Regions from separate parts of the Pan troglodytes genome. Here region 2 is linked to region 1. The links are chromatin contacts, called in public HiChIP or PLAC-seq maps. All regions are on one chromosome and are shown on one strand. Each heading gives the region's core, a stretch centred on a gene start, on an enhancer-like site or on the middle of the called end of the contact. The rest is flanking DNA. Distances are from core to core; before and after follow the strand shown.

The links. HiChIP or PLAC-seq counts read pairs in DNA pulled down with a chosen protein or histone mark.
Region 2: a contact with region 1 is called in an H3K4me3 HiChIP or PLAC-seq map of stem cell-derived excitatory neurons, with 2.4 times the contacts expected there. The contact joins the promoter of MAP1B here to the promoter of PTCD2 in region 1. A contact is called at or near these places in 1 of 7 Hi-C or Micro-C datasets (stem cell-derived neural progenitor cells) and 1 of 1 datasets of contacts at active chromatin or transcription factors (stem cell-derived excitatory neurons).

What each region holds. Positions count from the first base shown.
Region 1 is chr4:43,728,167-43,731,530 of NHGRI_mPanTro3-v2.0_pri, reverse strand. PTCD2 (pentatricopeptide repeat domain 2) reads left to right here and starts at 1,398. Exons shown (of 10, transcript NM_001246655.1): 1 at 1,398-1,531; 2 at 3,177-3,269. The coding sequence starts at 1,405. It overlaps MRPS27 (mitochondrial ribosomal protein S27), which reads right to left and starts at 1,432. Exons shown (of 11, transcript XM_517715.8): 1 at 1,171-1,432. The coding sequence starts at 1,432.
Region 2 is chr4:43,940,837-43,944,754 of NHGRI_mPanTro3-v2.0_pri, reverse strand. MAP1B (microtubule associated protein 1B) reads left to right here and starts at 1,721. Exons shown (of 7, transcript NM_001194920.2): 1 at 1,721-2,173. The coding sequence starts at 1,990.

The DNA.
Region 1 (3,364 bases), core at 149-2,648:
TCACATTGACGTTTAATGGCTGTTCCTAAAGAAGTGCGTGCTTTTTAAAAAAATAGAGGATGGGAGGTAGGTTGGAAAGGGAAGATAAGCGGCATTGGAAAAATCGAGTGTGATTATTGCATTTTTATCAAATATGTCTGTCTGGATTATGTGGTTAGAATCACTGCAAATTTGGCTCCTATAAATACTTTAAAACTTTTTCCCAATGTTTTCATTATCAGACCCACTATGCAGGCTTTGAGTGGGCTGCCATTTAGTTCAGATATCAAAGTACTTTACAAGTAACTATTAGCATTTATTATCTACACGTGGAAAACGATAGCAAAGAAAGGTCAATCAAAAGTTGTGCTCAAGGTCATCAGATAAAATGAGATTAATACTGAAAAATTCTTCCACGAAGACCAGGGGTCCAGCTAAATGTGTGGTAGTGGGAAAAATGTTTATCTGACGTCCCTCTAAAAAAACCTCAGATGGGAGAAAAATGTCCCAGCCCCAGGAATGGACACATTTAGGTTTTTCCTTTTTTCTTTTTTTTTTTTTTTTGAGACAGGGTCTCTCTCTGTTGCCCAGGCTGGAGTGTAGTGGCGCGATCTCTGCTCATTGCAACCTCCGCCTCCCGAGTTCAAGCGATTATCCTGCCTCAGCCCCCCGAGTAGCTAGGATTACAGGCGCGCGCCACCACGCCCAGATAATTTCTTTGTATTTTTCAGTAGAGATGGGGTTTCGCCCTGTTGGCCAGGCTGGTCTCGAACTCCTGGCCTCAACTCCTGGTCTCAACTCCTGGTCTCGAACTCCTGGCGATCCGCCCGCCTCGCGTTCCCAAAGTGCTGGGACCACAGGCGTGGGCCACCGCGCCCGGCGCACATTTGGGTTTTTCGTGGTCAGCAAAAGCACGACCACCCCAACACATAAATCTGGCGAATCATACGCAAATTCCCTCATGCTATATAACCTTCCACTGCTCTTCGTACCTTTGGACAGGAACACACTGTTATTTTAGGGAAGGAAACGGAACAGATACCTTGTCTCCTTCTTCTGCACCACCAAACACCCCAAATGGCGTCCCTAGCAATCAGATTCCAGAAACATTTCCTCTCCTCTTGAAAGCCCACCGCTCCCTTCACCCAAAAAACAGAATAATCAGGGGCCTAATGAAGCTGTCCGGCCAACCTGCAGGAGAGAGCTGAGGAAGAACCACTTGCCGCGCCAGGAGCATCCCGCGCCGCACTATGGAGGCAGCCATCTTGGAGCGTACCAAAAGGAAGAGCCAACGGGTTACGGACAGAGGAAGGGGCGGGGTTACAGCTCGACCTCTCGGGGCGCCCAGAATTGGACGAATCCCTTTTGTCGCTCTCGACGACAGGACCGACGCTCCGCCTCCTCGCCCCGGTTCCAGTAGTTGGTATGGTCCGAGACAGTATGGCTGCTGCATTTCGGCCCTCGAATCGAGTTCTCCTGCAGGCGCTGCAGATTTTGGTGTATCCTGGGGTGGGAGGCTCCGGCTCTGTCAGCTGCCGCTGCCCTCTCGGAGGTATCCGCGGCCTTAGCCTAGGGAAGGAGGGGAGGGATGGGAGAGAAGGGGGTGTTAGATCCCAGCTAGCATCTCTGTGGAGCAGCCACAGCTCCTAAGTCTCTCACTGGCCTGGAGCACACCCTCGCCCTCTAGTTGCCATGTGGGTGCAGTGGTGACCCCTGGGGGTCGTGGATACCCCCAGTGCCTGCAAATCGAAGGACTGCTGGGGTCTTGACCTTGGGGCTGTAGTGCTCCCTCAGATGGGGCGACGTTCGTCTTCAGGAACATCCCTCCCGCCTTGGGTGACTTATTTATTTATTTTTGAGACGAAGTCTTGCTCTGTCGCCCAAGCTGGAGCGCGGTGGCGCGATCTCGGCTCACTGCAGCCTCCGCCTCCCGGGTTCAAGCGATTCTCCTGCCTCAGCTTTCCGAGTAGTTGGGACTACAGGCGTGCGCCACCACGCCCGGGTTTTTTGTATTTTTAGTAGAGACGGGTTTCACTATGTTGGCCAGGCTGGTTTCGAACTCCTGACCTCGTGGTCCATCCGCCTCGGCCTCCCAAAGTGCTGGGATTATAGGAGTGAGCCACCGCGCCCGGCCTTTTTCTGTTCTGCAGAGTTTGGAAGCAGAGGTCTTATGGAGTCTCAGTTCTGCTAACAATCTAAAAGACTTAGCGGCACGTTTCTTCATTTTTCAAAACTATCCTCTAACATCTCTATGAAGAGAGTTAAATCTGAAGATGCTAGTGAGTGATAGTAAAAATGTTTGTCAGGCATTACTTTAATGTAGTTTACATACATTAATTCCTTTTCTCTAGACAACACCCAGCAAGAGAAGTACCATTCTTTTCTCCATTTACAGAGGAGGAACAAGGTTAAGTAATTTGCCCAAGGTCAGAGGGAACTGTTAGAGGTGGGATTTGAACACACCCAACAATAGAAACCTGCTCCTAACCACTTCACTGGACTGCCTTTCTGTAAATAAATAGCAACTTTTATTGTTACCTTGTTACTGCAGCTCACAGAACTCTGTTAGTGCGTGATTCTTCGGCCACGCTTGGTCCGTTTTATCTCATGCACAGCCAAGGATCCTAAAGAAAGGATGATGTTTCCCAAATCTACTAAGCTGTGATCAATGATTTCCATGTATCTCAAATGTATTTTGAGTCCACATCTGAGAGGCCTTAACCCCCTCATTTCACAGAGGACAAAACTGGGAGTTCCAGTGGTCACGCTGCAGCTTTTTCCACTACACTGTGCTTCTCCCTGGATAAACCAAAACTAAATATGCCTGTTTTGCATTTAAATGTTATTAGTTTTTTTAAAAATGCTCTTGATACCTTTAACCGATGGCAAATGCCCATTTGTACTTCAAATCCCAACTTCCTGTCAACCAGTCCCCACACAGGTTTATCACTAGCTACGGTTAATCACTATCTTCTTTCACACACACAAATAAAACCTGTTTTGCTGAGGATTTGCATTCTCTGGTAGTTCAGAAATGGTTTTTCCCAGGATTTATATTTGTACAGTTTGTACAGTTATATTTGTACGTGTCTAATGGATTATAATAGATGTTAGAGGCAATCAAGCTCTATTCATGTTATTTGCTAACTTCTAAAACAGTCAAAATGACTTTACTTTTTTCTTTCTCTGATTTTTAGCTAAAAGATACCTACTTACAGATAATGTGGTGAAATTAAAAGAATTTCAACAAAAGAAAGTGGCTGTTGCATGTAATCTTTCTGGCACTAAAGGTAATAGAATCTATTTTGTTAATTCTGTCATTTATCTGTCATTTAAGTTTCTCTGTCTTTATCCCTATTCAGTGTCTCCTTCAGTGACTTTATTA
Region 2 (3,918 bases), core at 472-2,971, 210 kb before region 1:
CAGCAACATAGAATTGCATTTAAAAATAAATTTAAGTAAAAGAAATAAACTGCATAAAAGAAAACTATTACACACATAAAAGTAACAATGGTTCAAAGAAAGGAAAACCAAACACAAACTAGATGAGGCTGGAATCCAATGGATGACCTTTAGAAAACAGTGCTCTTCACCATATTTCCTGCCCCTCACCCCAGTTATGGGCTTTGGTGCTGGCCTTACTTCTCGAACAGCAATTGAATATCTTAACCAAAATATTATCTGGAAACACTTCATCTAGTTACTGGTGAATGCAGCTAGTTGGAAACACTTCATCTAATTACTGGTGAATGCAACTCTCTAGTGATCCTGTCACAGATCCCAAATACTGAGGGCCAGACGGTATTTTCATTCTGCATTGATCAGATTGACATGTTGGATGGAACCCCCCAGCCCTTGGCTGCCCAGCATGTCTCCCATGCCAGGGTGTCAGCAAAGATATAAGAGCAAAGAGTACATGACCAATAAGTCATGGCAGCTAACACCTAAGACACTGGGTTACTTTGGAAATCTTAAGAATATCTAGGTGATTATCTATCTATCTATCTATCATCTATATTTTACTAACAGGCATTCTAGTATTAAAGCTATGTTGACTAATTTCCATCTATTCCTCTTCCTTAAAGCTCGAATTCCCCAGTCTTCTATGATACCATGTTTGCACATTTTGCTCTTTCCTCACCCTCCTCCCCTTTTCTGGGACAGAAGCTATATCCAGTATGTTTGTGAGAAACGGTTGTAAATAGGCTGCCTTAAAAAAAACAAAAAAACAAAAACAAAAAACACATTTTTTAGTTCTTCTAAACACAAACAAAGGCAATAAAAATTCCCAATGCTAAATGTATTTTAAAAGACATCATTGTCACGAGGTAATTTTGCTTGTGTGTTCCCCAAGGAACTGAAAAGTACATTATAGTCACTGTAACCCTGCTGGGTAGAGACAGTATCTTCTCTTTAATCTTTGTTATTACTGATACTATCTGTTCAGCACATTAAGGAAAGAAATTGGTATCTAATATAATACATCTGCATTTCTCTCATTTCCCATGAGCACCACAAAGCCAGTACTTTTTCATCCTTGGCCCTGCCAGAGTAGAATCCAAGGCCTGAACAATAGTAGGCTTAAGTTTTGCATTTTTGATGTATTCTTTAAGTGAAGGTGGTAAATATTGATATTGGTAAATATCAGTAAATTCGTCTTCTTAAAGCCACAAGGTCAAAGAAAAGACAGGTTCCGTCTTCCTAGGCGGGGTACCCACAGCCCCGCATCTGCCCACTGTGGCTATCCCAGTTCCTGAGAACCTGGCTACATCATACACAGCACACAAGGCAGAGGCCTGACTAGTGCAACTCCAACAAGAGAAAAGACCCCCACTCCGAAAATGGAAACTCATCCCATTCCCATGCACAGACAGGGTGAGGGTGAGGAGTGGGCAGTGGGTGTGTACGTGGTGGGTGGTGTAGGTTGAGAGCGTCTTCCCCCTTCACGGCTGCAGCAGGAGCTCAGCGGGCGCCCCAGCCCCTTGGCTCGCGGCCCTGCCCCGACCATTGTCCGCACACCTCGTCCCTCCAGCTTCCGGGCCGCGGGCGAGATGATTTGCTGCAGATGACATCAGCCCCGGGCCAACGGCTGGAAGAGCGGAGGCAGCCACCGCGTGAGGATGTGCCGGGTGGTCCTTTCCTCCTCCTCTTCCTCCTCCTCCCGGCTCCCTGCCTAGTCTCCATATAAAAGCGGCGCCGCCTCCCCGCCCTCTCTCACTCCCCGCTCCTCTCCGCCGCGCACTCTCCGCGGCGCTGGGAGAGGGCGGAGGGGGAGGCGGCGCGCGGCGCCAGAGGAGGGGGGACGCAGGGGGCGGAGCGGAGACAGCACCTTCGGAGATAATCCTTTCTCCTGCCGCAGAGGAGAGGAGCGGCCGGAGCGAGACACTTCGCCGAGGCACAGCAGCCGGCAGGATGGCGACCGTGGTGGTGGAAGCCACCGAGCCGGAGCCATCCGGCAGCATCGCCAACCCGGCGGCGTCCACCTCGCCTAGCCTGTCGCACCGCTTCCTTGACAGCAAGTTCTACTTGCTGGTGGTCGTCGGCGAGATCGTGACCGAGGAGCACCTGCGGCGTGCCATCGGCAACATCGAGCTCGGTAAGTGGCCCCGCGCCCCCAGAGACGCGCGCTGGCAGACGCGCAAACACGACCCCACCCAGGGCGCGACGGTCACTGCGCTCCTCCCGCGCGCCCCGCACCCATGCCTCTCCTCGTCACCTCTCATACTTGTCCAGACCCTTTCTGGGCTAATTAAGAATAATCCGAATTATTAGATATGAGACCCAGAGGGAGAGTCTCCAATAACCTTGAGGGATCTGTCACCACGCTGAGTCCGCAGCCTGTGCTGAGTTGGCCACCGCCTCTCCCGCTAAGTGAAATGCAGGTGTCAGGGGAGCAGAGGCCACAATAAAGCCGCAACCGCAGGAGGCAGAAGGGTGGGGGAGACCTGATGCAACCACTCCTTTCAGTCCTCTTCTGGCCTCAGGAAAAGGCTGGGACCCCCACCATCGCAGACCTGGGGCCGAAGCCCATGTGCCAGGGCCCGCGTGGGATTCATCCTCACCACGGCTACCTCAGCCCCTGAGAAACGCCTTTTCTGATTTCAAACCTCCCGATCCATTCTTTCCTCAGAATGACTAGGCTAGTCCTAGGGCCACGCCCGCTCCCCCCGCCCCCCCCTCCCCGGGGAGATGCTGGGATGCAGAACCGCCTGCGCTTCGCCACCAGACAGAGCCCGCCTCGCTACCGCCCTTGGGGCCTTGGCTGCAGCTCTCAGAAAGGACAATGGGACCCCAAGTTGCGGGGTGGGGCTGCTGCTTTTAGAAGTCCCAGCCTCGGGAGTGGTAGCTTGAAGGGGGTCGGTGAGGGAGACGTCAGCGGGTAGGGTCAGCTCCTCGCCCGGTGCTCGCACCAGTGGCGCGCTCTGCGGAGGCCGAATAGCGGTACGCCGGGGACCCCGGGCGGGGCCGTGAGAGTCCGGCGGGCACAGCCTCGGGCGCACAGAGAGACCCGCCCCCAGCCCCACCCGAGCTGCCGCAGTGCCTCCGGACCGCCCGCCACACCTGCCCCCCCACACTGCGGCGCCCCCGTCGGGCACGGCTGGCTGGGCGTGCGCTCCGCCCGGGCCTCGGGCTGGCGGGGGCCGCGCGCCCCCACCTCTCAGTTTGCCTGGCTTTGTTGCCCTGGGAGTCCCTGGGTGGGCAGCTCTGGTCTCTGCCTTTCCCTTTATCCCCGGCGTCCCGGCCCTCCCCTCGCTCCTGACAGAGGTCGCCGGGTCCCTCCGCAGCCCCAGCCCGCGCTCTATTCTCCTGGGGTGGTGCTGAAGCGTTTCTCCGGGAGACACCGGTTGGTGGGCGTGGTGCAGTCCGCACTGCGGTCTCTACGGCAGCCCGAGGCGGACAAAGGGCGTTCACGCAGCCCTCGTTTCCCGCTCCCCCTCCCCAATAAAAGACGAAAGAAAAACCTGGTTTTAGATGAAAAAATAAATGCTTGTCATCTGCCTCTGCAGTTGGAAACGGCCACTTGTCCCCAGAACAAAAGGCTTCAGGGTGGGGACTGGAGTTGCAGACCTGGTTCTTTTGTTTAACTTTAAAGCACTTGATTTTCCCTTTTAGCTTAAAAAAAAAAAAAAAAGAAAAAAAATGTGAGCAGAAAGTCATAGTATTTTATTCCAAAAAATTCAAGAACAAGAGATATTTCAGTAGTGAAATGTCTTATTTGAGCATCTCAATAACCCTTCATTTTCAGACTATATAGGCCTTTGGTCTAATCTGTTCTAATTTAGTTTATTTGCACAATTTTCTCCTGGAAAAATTTTACACGTACTGACTTTGGGTGTGGCT